Regions from separate parts of the Mus musculus genome. Here regions 1 and 3 are each linked to region 2. The links are chromatin contacts, called in public HiChIP or PLAC-seq maps. All regions are on one chromosome and are shown on one strand. The core of a region is the stretch at or near the end of the contact, and the rest is flanking DNA. Distances in the headings are between cores, read along the strand shown.

Evidence for each region. HiChIP or PLAC-seq counts read pairs in DNA pulled down with a chosen protein or histone mark.
Region 1: a contact with region 2 is called in an H3K27ac HiChIP or PLAC-seq map of trophoblast stem cells, with 10 times the contacts expected there. The contact joins the enhancer-like site here to the promoter of Pycr2 in region 2. A contact is called at or near these places in 2 of 39 promoter capture datasets (3T3-L1-derived adipocytes and embryonic stem cells), 3 of 115 datasets of contacts at active chromatin or transcription factors (large pre-B cells, pancreatic cancer cells and trophoblast stem cells) and 1 of 9 other capture datasets (embryonic stem cells).
Region 3: a contact with region 2 is called in a FOXA1 HiChIP or PLAC-seq map of pancreatic cancer cells. The contact joins the enhancer-like site here to the promoter of Pycr2 in region 2. A contact is called at or near these places in 3 of 39 promoter capture datasets (embryonic stem cells, neural stem cells and pre-B cells), 3 of 484 Hi-C or Micro-C datasets (the G1E-ER4 cell line, the P5424 cell line and erythroblasts), 1 of 115 datasets of contacts at active chromatin or transcription factors (pancreatic cancer cells) and 2 of 9 other capture datasets (embryonic stem cells and liver).

The regions. Positions count from the first base shown.
Region 1 is chr1:181,621,012-181,625,644 of GRCm38.p6, reverse strand. It overlaps Dnah14 (dynein, axonemal, heavy chain 14), which reads right to left. Exons shown (of 87, transcript NM_001377039.1): 17 at 3,665-3,837; 18 at 2,608-2,952. Gm33612 (a long non-coding RNA gene) reads left to right here. Exons shown (of 3, transcript XR_373757.4): 3 at 3,766-4,633. Among named protein-coding and RNA genes, the nearest start is that of Gm33612, 3.9 kb to the left of the region's middle. Within about 2 kb of position 1,859, at least 36 of the 459 cell types and tissues checked have an H3K27ac peak or open chromatin away from gene starts, as enhancers often do. A contact at or near this core is called in embryonic stem cells, pancreatic cancer cells and trophoblast stem cells, where this site is marked.
Region 2 is chr1:180,902,782-180,907,381 of GRCm38.p6, reverse strand. It overlaps Pycr2 (pyrroline-5-carboxylate reductase family, member 2), which reads right to left and starts at 3,108. Exons shown (of 7, transcript NM_133705.2): 1 at 2,852-3,108; 2 at 2,568-2,638; 3 at 1,329-1,508; 4 at 998-1,219; 5 at 695-787; 6 at 429-592. The coding sequence starts at 2,918.
Region 3 is chr1:181,549,888-181,554,463 of GRCm38.p6, reverse strand. No RefSeq gene overlaps it. Among named protein-coding and RNA genes, the nearest start is that of Gm32767, 12 kb to the right of the region's middle. Within about 2 kb of position 1,518, at least 113 of the 459 cell types and tissues checked have an H3K27ac peak or open chromatin away from gene starts, as enhancers often do. A contact at or near this core is called in the G1E-ER4 cell line, neural stem cells and pancreatic cancer cells, where this site is marked.

The DNA of each region.
Region 1 (4,633 bases), core at 610-3,109, 720 kb before region 2:
AAAACATTATTTGGGGGAAAATGAATGAATATAACTTTAAGAGATGGTAAGAGGAGGCTCTTAAAAGATAACTCTATTGATGCATTGCATTGCCTAGCTTCCTAGCCCCATAATGGGCATGTTGCCTTCTTCTGCCCTGCTGTCTAACAGGATGTGACATTAGAGATGCTTAGGGAAAGGCACACTGTGAGCTCAAAGCAGCCAGTATTCCCAGCGACTGTTGCCTGTGCCCTGGACTACTTGCTGCTGGGCCCTACTTGCCCTTGGGGGTTGGAGGTGAGGTAGCACAGAGTCAACAACACAGACTCTGGGAGCAGGTGGGAAATGTCACAGCAAGCTCATCTGAGCACTGCTGCAAGCTCCTTTAATACCCTCCACCAGTGCCCCATTCATCCCAAGAAAGCATCTCTTCTAAACAGCAGTTCCTGATTGGCTGGCATTGGCTGGCACCACCAATCCTTGGTCTCTCAGGCAGTCCTAAATTAGGTACTCCTGTAGATGTTTTTTTGTGGCTACGTGGCCCCCGGTGTTTATATATAGGTGGCCCTCCCTACCGTCCCTGCTACAAGTCACTATGTGGGCACTACTACTTCCCACAAGAGAAATTAGTTCTAACTTGTGTAGGCGACAGCTCTGTTGCTGTTGCTGTTGCACGTGGGAGTCATGTGCAACTGAATCTAGCTACATTAACTCCTGCCTGCAATATCCTGCCTGTCAACTCCGCTTCCACGCCACTGGCGCTTCTCCTTTTGCAATTAACATCTTTCTTGAAAATTATTCCTGGCCCACTCAAGCTCTGTTCGCTACTTTGGATAAGGTTTGATGCAACATTAGACTTGGTATGTGTGAGAATGCTGCTATCCTCTCACAGTTATACTGCAGAGGCACAGTCGATGGGCAGCTTGTAACTTTGGGTTTAAGAAGTATTGGAAGTCTGGCTGGATAAAGAAAAAAAAATGATAGCTGTTATCATAAACTCTGGTCTTGAAACCTGTCTTGGGTACTATGGGAGGATGCTGGTACAGGCAACAGCTAGGATACTGGGATCCATATTTGTTCTACAAAGCAGACAAGCCATAGCCTAGTGAGTCTATGGGGAACAATGATGTCAGACAATGATGTGCGTTATAAAGCCAAAAAAAAAAAAAAAAAAAAAAAAAAAAAGAGATGGGCAGTGACATGGGGCGCAGTCTTCCACGTAGTTACAGAAAGTTCTAAAGGAAGTGATATTTAATAAAACACACATGTAAGTGCTGAGGAGGGACTGAGTTGGGTAAAGTACTTGCAAGTGTGAGGACCAAAGTTTGCATCTCCATAAACTACACAAGAGCATGCATGTCTATAATCCCAGGAGTCCTACGGCCAAATCAAGTGGAGAAGAATTTCTGGAAGCCCAAGGGCCTCTAATCTGGTTTATGTGATACAAACAAGAGACACTGTGTCAAACAACTCCTGAAGTTTGCCTTTTGACCTCCACATGTTATGGCAAATGTATGTGTCACATTCACATACAGAAATGCACTTATACACAGATAAAGACTAAACACAAAAACAAATGTAATCACAGTACTTTGGGATTTTCTGAGTATAATACTTATATGTATTTTTGATTGTATATCATCAAGTTATAATCTAATCTGAAATTTTCTTATGAAAAGGTGTACCTGCTTGTATTATGAATGCTAACTATGCTCCCCCAAAAAACTGTTTGCACGATAGGGTCTGCACATAGCTTCTGGGAACCTGCCCTCAGTTAGCTCTGACTGGTAAATAAAGAAAGCAGCAGCTGAGAGCTGGGGAGGACAGACAGAGGCGAGAGCTTGGCGTTTCCTGGGCTTGGGACGGGAGGAGAGGAAGGGGAGATGGCTTAGGAGAGTGTGGAGGGAGGAGAGACAGAGTCTGCCATGGGGTAGAGAAGCAAGGAGAGCACCCAGATGTCTAATTGGAGTGAAGAGTAACCAAGATGGAACATAAGAATTAATAAGTGGTAACTAGGAATTACTGGCAGAGGTAGGTTCTTGTTGGGGCCCCAGAAGCCTCTGGAATCTTGTTCCAGGGCCATTATCTAACACTCTTTTGCTTCTTCCACTATCTTGCTTCCGTTTTGTAATTGACTCAGGACATTTACAATGTGGGGCATTCCTTTCCCTTTACAATGAGGGCACTCCTTTCTGGACCTTTTACAATGGGGACATTCCTTTGACCTTAGTGTGTTACCTAGCACTGTGGTTTGGCCTGTGTACCTGAGCAAATTCTGTTTGCGGTTTTCAGCTTTAAAAAGCCCCCCATCTCCCCTGAGTAAACGAGGCTTGAACAGAATTTTTGTCTTGCATCCTTCTTTTGTGTCTTCTAATCCCAAAATTTGTTGTTGTAGCTCCCTTCCCTCGAGAATCCTGTTGTTTAAACAAGTCCTGCAGGTTGGGGCAGGTTCTCGCAGCGTGGAGGCCAGCTATTGTGCTGCTTAAGGCATATAAAAATATAAAGGCTGTGTATGTGTGTCTCACTTGGGAACATAAATGTTTGAGGTGGGAAGTGACCCCCCCCCCTTCAAGCTGGGATTCATTAATAATTAATTCAACAAAAAAGAGGAAAAAAATAAAGACTTACTTCTAATAGATTTGCACTTTTTTCCTCAATGGTACATTGTAACAGGTTGTAGCTCATTTGTATGATGCCATCAACATATGGTAAGCATGCTAATTGATAATCCAGACTATTCACATAAAAAATTCCAATACGTATCTCAATAGTCATGGTCACGATTTGCTTTAGGTAGCTTCTGAATTTATGTATTATTCTTTTAAACTCGATGGATGTCAAGTTCGTCATGAATGGCAGTTTTGTAGTCATGACTTTGGCCTTTTCTACTATGTAACAATATTTCAGAAACCTGCAGCTGTAGTCGCTAACCAAGCCCACTGAATTACCAATAATAGTCAGCAGAGTCACAATCTGTGAATGAAAACGTCAAGATGGTTAGCATGTTCCACCTGGAAATAGAAGCCTTACTAAAAGCTTTTATCTGCATTGTTGGGCAAGCTGATGGTTACTGTCAAATGATGGTCTTTGTACAATTCATTCTGTTTAGAACTGGAATTAAATATTGCCATATGTTGGAAACAAGACTAAGAAAAATAGATAACATGACTTTCATGCAAAGGTTACTCAGATATTTAATTTGTAATCAAGGTATTATTTTGAACTATGTCCTAGAGAGACCAACCATCTAGCTCACTGCCTGTCGTCCGACTTTCTCCTCACACAGTCCCAGAGCAGGCTGGGCCTGTGTATTTCTGATTTCACTTAGTTCCTAAGACATAGTTTATCTGGTTAGGACAGAGTTCGGACACAAGCTGAGATAGTTATATTCTACTGTGAATTTGGACAAAAAAAAATGCATTTAAGTGGTTAGGGAAGGGCTGGAAAATGGAAAACCAACATCTTGGCAAACCAAAGTCATGAAAGAACCGCAGGGAAAAAAACTCCTTTCCACAGTGGAAACATGAAAAACCGTGGTAAGTGGAGCCCAGAGACCACAGGGGAGACAAACTGGAATGATGCTAGGATGCTCTGAAGGTTTCCATACATCACGTTCATGTAATAATTGCACTAGGGTTCTGCTTCCTTACCAACCACTTCCAAGATGTCTGATCTCGAAACTTACTTTGTTCTGGTAGTCAGTGTCTGTGTCAAAGAGGATATAGAAATCTGGCCATCGGGTCTGCTTCTTATATTTGACTACACTTTTTGTTTTTGTCTCATTAGATAAATCCGGAACTGAAACCAAATCAACAAGGATAGACAGGCGAGGATCTTGGTGCAAAGGGATGATTGTGGCTGGAACAGGACATTGAACAGTTAGGATTTTCAGATGCCTCTCAGAAGCAACACTTTAAAAATCAGCCATAACATGTTAAAAGCTGACGCTGAGTGACTTAATGAGCAGACACTATTCTGTATCGATGGGGGCATTTATAAGCATGCACAAAGGTTTGCATTTAACATTATAAACAGAAGAAACTATCACAGATAATAGGTGGGGTAGGAGGCACCGTGCTGAAAACAGAGCCAGAGAATCCTGTCCTCTGTGTGGAGAGTGTTGTTCCATCTAGAGCACAGAGATACAACTAACACAGACTGGTATTGGAAAGGAGTTGACAGGTCAGATGTCTATGGTCACATCCCTTCACCCCCAACCAAGAGAAGGAACTTTGACTTATATTTTATGGCTTACACAAATAAACTCAAGATGAAGATAAACACAGAATACAAATGGATGAACTTCTAGAAGAAAATAGTGTGGCTCTTAAATGAGAAAGTCCCAGATACAAAGTCAAAAACATAAGGCATGGTAGAAGTCAATTGATGTGCTGGGGTTTACAAATCCGGGTGGCTTAGCACAGTTGAGAATGAGCAGCTAAGGAGGAGAACGTTTGCAAGCCTTCCAGCTGATGACAGATTTGACCACAACACTTGAAAGACCTCTCTCAGCAGCAAGTAGACACTCATCAAAGTGCCTTAAACACCTGACGCATAGGTGGAGAACTCAGGCAAGGAAGTCTGAACCGTCTTATCAATTCCTAGTGAGACAGAAAGTTCTAAAATGTGCCTCCTCGTGGCAACAGGTAAAGGA
Region 2 (4,600 bases), core at 1,859-4,358:
ACCAAGACTCAGAATCCCAAACCAGAGAAGCTCCAAGCTTCTTAAGAGTCAAATAACTAACAGGGGATATCCCAGTCCCCCGGTGCGATCCAAGCTAGGTACAGTGTTCCAGTGATATCGGTGACCACACAAGAAAAAAAAAAAAAAAAAAACTAGGGGAAGTTATAGAATTTGAAGCCAGTCAGCAGTTGAATCCCATCTCCATCATTTAACTGTTTGATCTCGAATGTACCCATCTACATAAACAAAGTTAATCATAGCCATCAGAAGTGCGCTAAGAACTAAGTAGAGAAAGGTTAGCAAACCCTTGGTTAAAGGAAGCTTAAAACTGTGGTTATCAACAGAGCACAGACTCTGACCGCGCTCATGAAATCTTCAAGAGTAACACCAACGGAAGAACTCAGACAGGGGAGAGCGAGAACGCGCACCTGGTTCGGATACAGGAGGCCTCAACCGCATTGATGAGCAGAGAGCGGAAGCCCCCACTCTCCAGGAAGTGCAGGGCATGGATGGTGGCCCCCCCAGGGGAGCAGACGTTGTCCTTGAGCTGGCCTGGATGGTCCTCTGAGTCCAGCAGCATCTTAGCTGCTCCCTGAGATACAAAGCAGCATTAGACTCAACCCAGGCCCAGCTCGGTGCCCCTCCCCCAAAACACAACCCTAAAACCAACCACCAACCGCGCAAAGACACTAACCAGCAACGCCTGAGCTCCCAGTCTGACCGCCAGGCGCCGCGGCACGCCCATCTTCACCCCACCATCTGCCAGGGCGTCCAGGGCCATGAATGCCTGTGGAGATATTCTCTGAACACAGGAACCAAGCATCCGCGCACCCACACACCACAGGCGGCTTTCTCAGGTGACTGGGACCAATCCTGAAGGTCAGCTCCTTCCACCAGCCAGCCATGTCCAAGAGATGTGCCGGCTGCCCTCTCTTCCGCCAGCCCCTCCTGCTGCCCAGGATGCATGCAAGCCAGTGGGCAAGTGAGAACCACTCACATAGGCAGGCCCGCTGCCGCTGAGCCCGGTGATAGCATCAATGAGGTCTTCCTCCACCTCTGTGCAGAAGCCCACACTGCTCATCAGCTGCTCCAAAAGCTTGCCGTCTTCCACCAGAGCATGGGTGCCCGTGGCATACACGGTGGCCCCCTCTCGGACCACCACGGGCGTGTTGGTCATGCAGCGGATCACTTTGGGGGCCGGCTGGAAAGCCATCAGCTTCTAGAGGAGGAGAGCAAGCCAACTGAGTGTCCAGGACATAGCTCCCTCGGATCTGAGCCACTCCCAGGCCACCCCTCCTCTCACACAATGGGCACCGGGGCAACAGCACCTTCTCCACAGAACTGATGGTGACCCCGGCTGCACAGGAGACCACGATGTGCCTCTCCTGCACGTCGGCTCCAATCTCATCCAGGATGAAGGGGATGATGTGGGGCTTCACAGCCAGGAACAGGACGTCGCTGTGCCGCACAGTGTCCTTATTGCTTCGGGTCAGATTCACACCCATCCTCTGCAGTAAGGAGTAGGGGACCCTGTCCGTAATGCTAGGTAATATGGCTGAGCCCGTGCCACCCATAGAATAGCAGACCCTCTCTGTCAACTGTAGCCAACACTCTGTTCTGTGCCTTCAGGGCTCCGTGACTATCCCCAAATGGCAGCTTTCCTTTCCTGCCACCGGACAAATAGGTACAAAATGGTAAGCTGCTCCACCATGGCCAGGAAAGTGGCTGTCCCCTCAACCCCAGCAATCTCGAACCTCTCTGCCAGGTGAGAGAGAACTGATGGAAAGAGCTGAGCACCCAGAGTCTGGAAGCAGAGCTGCAAAGCCCACTCCCAACCTCACAGCTGTTTACCGGAGTAACAAGTCTCCACGGGGCCCCCTCTAGGGCTCTGAGGTGCATAGCTGGGGTCCTACAGCGTTGGGGACATAAGCCTATACTAGGCACAAACAGTATCCACAGTGCTTCATCTGCTCACCTGTCCCACATTGGCCAGATGTTAGAAGACTTGGGACATTAAGCTTTATTGAATAAAGAAACTACGTAACTCACCAAGTCCCCTAGCAACGCTGTCATTTACAACATCGGTAAGCAGAATTTTCCAGACTTAGAAGCCAACACGGGCTATGCAGTGAAATTCAAAGCAGACTAACAAAAAGAACCTTTTTTTTTAAAGAATTATTTATTTATTATATGTAAGTACACTGTAGCTGTCTTCAGACACTCCAGAAAAGGGCATCAGATTTTGTTAAGGGATGGCTGTGAGCCACCATATGGTTGCTGGATTGAACTCAGGACCTTCGGAAGAACAGTCTGTGCTCTTACCCGCTGAGCCATCTCACCAGCCCAAAAAGAACCTTTCTTATATGCCTACTTTCACCCCAGTAGGATCCGACACTAACTTTGCCTGGGAGCTCCCACCACACAAGGCTGCCTCAGAGAAGGTGCAGGGCTTACAATGATGACTTCCCTAAAGGAGAGTCGGAGCCTGCCAGACTCAGGGCATCTCCGGACACGCTTTTCCTGGGCCTCTTCCTCTTGCCCACTTCCCTCCATCCCTCCTAGCCTACCCTGAGCGCAGACACCGTGGGCAGGTCCATATCCGGGGAGCTGGCTATTATCTTGTGAGCCGACAGGACGCCTACAGAAAACAAAGTTTTTCAACTGTAGATCATGGCCCAATCATGCAGTCCATCAATGGAAGCCAACAGCAGCTCTAGCAGTGCCGGCCTCCGACGCTATGCTCCCAGCAGATGGATGCAAATCTACCATCCATTCACATTCACTCATCGCCCACCCACCCACTCACTCACTCGTTCACTCTGGTGAGAGGGAAGGCTGACCACGCGCTCACCCGCGGCCGTGAAGCCCCGCGCCAGAGCACAGGCCAGCTGGCCTGCGCCGATGAAACCCACGCTCATGGCCGCAGGATCCCGGCGAGCGCCGATCCGGGGACTCTGGGGATCCCGGGGTCAGTGTCCGCGCGTGGAAAAAGATGGACCCGAATTGCTCGGAACAGCTTTCAAACCGGGATGCACCAGATGAACTGCTAGAGAGGCCCCAAGTATCCCAGAGCATCCACCGCCAAATACGCAGCCTCCGGTTGGCCACGTGTCCAAGGCAACCAATCCGAGGCTCGGGTCTGGGGCGGACCAATCGGCATCGCCGTCAGGCCGTGCGCCCGCCTCCTGATCGCGCAGCGGGTGGAACCTGTTAGCTCCGCTGGTGCGGGTCTGCTTGGCCCTGCCTGGGACACTGGTAATTCCTGGTTAGAAGAGTTGGTTTCTAACTCTGGTTCAGGAGTGAGATCTCCAAAACGCCTATTAGAGATGTACCCCTCATGGACACCAGGCTACAGCTAGCCAGCTTCGGCATGCTCCTTCCGAAGTAGAACTAGGTAGAAAAGACGAATTACTAGATCATGATTTGTTGATTTATTTAGTGATTTCCTTAAAGCACTGCTTGCACGGCCTGTTGGCCAAGCATGACTTCTCTTGCTACCCGGAACAGGGCGACCTGGAGAAACAGCTGAGACAGTGAGAAATGACTGCTTGTTTGTCCACCCCACCTTGTGGTTTTAGAGTATACAAAGAGACCCAGCATCGAAGCTTTTCAGGAGCTGTCCCGAATCACCAGTGACATCTCCTCTCTTCCATTAGAATTGTATTGTTTATTCCCAGAAAGATTTCTCGAAACATGTCCAGACGCACCAGAGGGCTCAGGAACAGCCACAAGTTGGGTTTGACTTTTGGAAAGTGTTTCACTATGTAGCCCAGGCTGTTCTTGAACTAGTGACCTTCCTGCCTCATCCTCTTGAGGGATGGGATTATAGGCGTGTAGTACATACATTTCTATAGTATACCAATCATAAGCAGTTTCCCAACGCCACCGAAACGTTATTTTACACAAGATTCTAACGTGTATTTATTCCATTAATGGACGAACCAAACAGTTAAAGTGGAACGATTTTTTTTTTCTGGCCAGAATCTCTTGCTTTGTTGCCCAGGCTAGACTTAAGTTCCTGAACTCAATGGACCTTCCTACCAGTCTTCCTAGAATTGGAAACTACATACATACTATCTGCTTTCTTGTATTCTGCTACAGTGAGGTAGATGAATAGCTACCTTCCCACCCAGCCATTTGGGACACACCCTCCAGGAGTGCCCCACCCTGACCCTACCGTCCAGCCCTTCCCTTCCGGACCTCCCAGCCAATAGGAAAACCAGTTCAGCCTCCTCCCTCCCCTCTCCCCGGGTTCTCCGCCCCCAGCATCATTTTTATCAGTGCCTCAGGGCCTTCACCCTTGTCTTATCCTTAAGTAACACGCCTGCCCCTTCTGAGAATTAGGAAGAACCAGACAATGGGACAGAGTACTGAGGTGTCCCAGGCTAGGCAGATGGCCAATCTGCAGCAGCCAACCCTCCCTTAGCTCCCTGTATTACACAGGAATCCATGTCTATTACCCAAAAATTAGGTTCAGTAGAAAGCTATGTCTTTCTTTTTCTTTCTTCTTTCTTCTTTCTTCCTTCCTTTCTTTCTTTTTTCCTTTCTTTCTCTTCTCTCTCTCTCTCTCTCTCTCTCTCTCTCTCTCTCTCTCTCTCTC
Region 3 (4,576 bases), core at 269-2,768, 650 kb before region 2:
AAATTGTGTATGGGATTATTGGCTGGGAAATAGATATAATAGCAAAGAAGATAGAAACCTGCCAAGCTCTTGTGCTGATTAAGGCTTGTTATAAATATGAAAGTTGTGTGAAAAAAGAAAGGTTGTGTATATCTTTTATCTGGGAACTAAATGGTCAAAGGTGGGGTAGAAACCCTTGATTAGGATTAAATATTTATATAACACACAGGAACCTTTTGCTCAAGTGCGACAAGCAATTCACTGGCCACAGAGCGTCAGGTGGCCATGCACAGCGTTATTCAACTTGTATTTCAGCAATAAACCTCTTACTGCAAACATTGCAGGGAGCCCACGCAGGGAGCCCCACACAGGGAGCCCACGCAGGGAGCCCCACACAGGGAGCCCACGCAGGGAGCCCCACACAGGGAGCCCACGCAGGGAGCCCACGCAGGGAGCCCACGCAGGGAGCCCACGCAGGGAGAGGGATTACTATATGGTATTGGCGGAAAACTCTAGAAACAAATCTAAATGTTCAGCAAGTGAAGTCCATAAAACAAAAAATACTATACTCATACAAGGAACCGCAATGAACTATGATCAATAGCTATAAAGGGAATGGGCCGCATCCACACTCAACTAACTTCTCAACTCGAAACCTGAAACTGTACTGTTGAGAGGAGAAATCAAGTTGATCGTATTGGTTACTGTAACATTTCAGTAACCTGCAAATGGGGAGAGGAGGACGGGAGAGGACGGAAAAAGAGAGAAGGAGGGAAACAGAGAGGGAGGAATTAAATCAATTTCTCGAGGCATTTTTGTTTTGTTTTGAGATCGTCTCCCTGTGTTGCCCATCCTGACCCATAGCTGTCTATCCTCTTGCCTTGGCTTTCTGAGTGCTAGGAACCATAACAGGCACACGCTACCATGCCTGGCTTGCGATGTCATTTAAAAGACACAATTCAGCCAACATGTAAAGTCCTCCACCCCCAATGCAGAAGTAAATGGATGCCTCTTTGGGACCCCAAAGTTCCTCAACGGGGAGCAGATATTAGAGATTTAGCCAAGAGAGATGATTGTGTTGAGTCACAGAAACCCCTGTCTGTAGCCGCACCCTCCTCTTCTTAGATATGACCGTCACATCCGTGGGTGTTCATCAGGGTGGTGAGTGGGTGTCGACCTTCTGAAGGCAGCTCTGAACTTTCCCAGTTCTCCAGCCAGCAGTGTAAGCTGCCATCTGTTCAGGGACACAGAGGCCCAGGTGCCAGGCATCCTCAAACCACACCCTCTGCTCTTCTTCTGGGTGGGGGTGGGGGTGTCTGAAAGCCCATTTTCTTCACGGGCTTTGAGAGCTCCTGTCCCCTGCAGCATATTACTAAATGCTCTCCGGGGAGCAAGGAGTGATAAACTTAGAAATCAGCCAGATCTCCCGCAGTGACTAAGGACTTAAAAGGAGGAAATGATTAAGGAATCACTGAGCTGTCTGAGGGACCAAGGAGTCCCTCCACCCTGAGTCACAGGGCATAAAAAGTTACATCATAGCCAGGGTTGACTTGCATAAGTGGGGATGCTGATGCCTGTCAGGGGACGGCTCTGCCAGGGGCAACACAGTAGTGGCACATGTGCCGAGGCTGCTCAACTGGACAGAGCTCTCCAAGTACCAGTGAGAAGCCTTGAAGTCACCCTCTTCCAGTGAACCTCTCTTTATGTCCTAAGAGTAAACATGACATGGCTGGCAAATGGACCGGGCAGCCCTGGGAAAAAAAGCAGCTGGTGTGGTTTTGCTGCCATCTGCCAAAGTCTGGAGTGCCCTCATTTGTCAGTCCAGTTCTCTGGCTGTCTCTGCCTTGCTGTCCTGGCAGCTAAGTAGGCTGTGACTCTCCCTCCCCCTCCTTACACAGCTCTTAGGCTCCTGCTGTCCTGCTCTTTCTGTTTCAGTCCCTTGGTTCTAGCAGTATCCTGCTGGGACTTGAATTCCCATGTCCTCTAAGCTGCACAGGGCTGGGACAGGGGGTTGGAGGTTTCTAATGTACAGATAAAGTTACTAAGGTTTCTGGCTTTAGGTGTCACCTAGAAGGCCTCCCTGATTACTTAACTCCTTTCTCCCATGGCAGTACAAGAACTGATCCCATAAAAGAACTTGTCAAAAACCAGGAGGAAAAGCAAGCTAGGCTCCCTCTGGTTCACCTCCAATAGCAGTGACTGCAGGATATCCTAAGCCTGACTCCCAGGCACTAAGGATGGAGGAAGTAATACCTACTTTAGAGAGGGGCAACAGCAAGTCAGGAAATAAAGTCAAGCTGCAGAGGCCACAGGACAATCCCTTGTCCTCCACTCCCCAAAGATGCCTCCCTAGTGAAGGTCCTTATTACCCTGCACAGCAAGTGGGACATCAGCCAGCAAGGACTTTACTAGCTCATTTTCTCTGTGCTAGCATAAGAAAGAGTGCAACTTGCTGGCTGAAATGGCAAAAGGGAAATAAAAACATGCAAGCAAAGAAGGAAGCAAAGAAGGAAGAGAGGAGGGAAGGAAGGAAGGAAGGAAGGAAGGAAGGAAGGAAGGAAGGAAGGAAGGAAGGAAGGAAGAAAGGAAGAGAGGGAACAAGGGAGGGAGGAAAGAAGGGAAGAAGGGAGGAAAGAAGGGGGGCAGGAAACACTTCATCTCAGATTCAAAAGTGCTTTTGACCCCTTGTGGCTCCAAGTCGCTCCATCATAGCAGCAACCACAGCCTTGGCTTTGCTGTGAAACTTTGCAGCCAGAAACTGGATCCACCCATCCTCTGGCCGTGGATAGACCCAGCTTTCTCACCAGCCTTGCAGGGAGAAAGTGAGAGGCCTCTACAGTTATCCACACAGAATCTCCCTTCCTTGCAACCTGTTCATCAAATCCACAACTCCTTTGGGTTTGTCTTCTAAGAAGAACCACATGGGTTTACTCCCTGCTGTCTAAAGAGCTCCACTTCCCAATGGCAAAAGCATGCAGGGTTGCTGGACAGGGTGGCCATGCAGAGGTGAGGAGCTGAGAGGGGATAGAGGGAGCTAAGATTCAATGTGGATTCTTTTCTCTACATCCCCTGCTGAGATTTCCTTGGCATCTTGGTAGCACAGGGAGGCAAAGTTCCAGCCAGGCTGAGAGTAAGGAAGAGGGATTAATGCCTGTGGTGGTCAGCTTCCCGATAGTGTAGAACACGTTGGAGTGACAGCAACTTATTCTTAAACAGCAAAGTTTGGGTTCTTAGTCTGTGATCACTTGATTCCATTCTTTTGGGGTCTGGGGTGGGATAACACATTATGCTAGGGACAGGCAGCATGCTTACTGTTCTCCCCAGGGCAGTAGGAAGTGAACTGAAGAGGCAGGACTATGGTCACAATATTCCTTTCAGGGACACAGCCCTGGTGACCTAACCTCGGCTCTACCTCCTGAAGGTTCAGCTGCCTCCAACAGCCACACAGCTGATAACCAAGGCTTAGCACGTGAGTCATCAGGGCATTTGGGATATAAGTGATAGAAATGTTTTCTCTTGGGAGTGGGTTTGCTCTTTCGAGCGCTGGCTGTTACAAAGTGACAACACTTCCTGCCTGGCTTGCCTCACACACACCAAGTTGTCTCTCTACTGTTGGCCACGTTGAAACAGTGCTAGGCCCTTGTCAGGGCTATGATCTTAGACTTCCTGACCTCCAGAATCATGAATCAAAACGAAGCCATGCTCTCGATAAACCCATCAGTCTCGGGTAATCTCTTACAACATGAAAAATGGACCAAGACAGCGCAAGGGAAAAGTCACAGGGAATTCTCTGGAATATTTTGCCCTTCCTTCAGTCTCAGCTTCCAAACTCTAGCCATTTAAAATACTACCCTTCAAAACTTTGGTCTCTTGGGCTGCTGATCAGTTGCCATGGGTCCTTGATTATCAAAAGAATAGTTTTTTCCTGTGTTTTATAACAAATTGGAAAGAGGAAAAAATTCTTTCCTTCCTTCCTTCCTTCCTTCCTTCCTTCCTTCCTTCCTCCCTCCCTCCCTCCCTCCCTCCCTCCCTCCCTCCCTCCCTCCCTCCCTCTTTCTTTCTTTCTTTCTTTCTTTCTTTCTTCCTTTTTTGAACACAAAATCCACCCCTCACAAAATAAATGTGACTGTGCACCTCTCTGGGCATCTCTGACAATGTGACCTGTCAGCTTCACATGGTGCCAGGCAGCTTTCAGGCCATGGATGTGGACTGAAGAAGCTGCTTGTAAGGACCACAGTTCTCTACTTGATGCCCACAAGGCAGCTGTCACCGCTGAGCAGTATGTGGTTCTTGGTGGCATTTGGTGAGTGGCAACAAAAGAAGTCGGTACTGGATGTACTTCTGATGTCATGGGGATAATTATACCACTCAACAGCTGCCGAAATCTATTTTTAACGTAAGTCTCAATGATATACATACGAACATGAAGGATTTTTGTAAACCTGGGAGAAAAGGAAGGAAAGGACGCATGTTTACGAGGCTCTTCAGCTTCGTTGAAGGTCACTGATGGCCACTGTTCTGCCACCTGCCAGTCCTCAGCTCCCCAGAATGATGGACATCTTCCTTGTTCTCCTACCACGCCATTCTCCACCTGCCT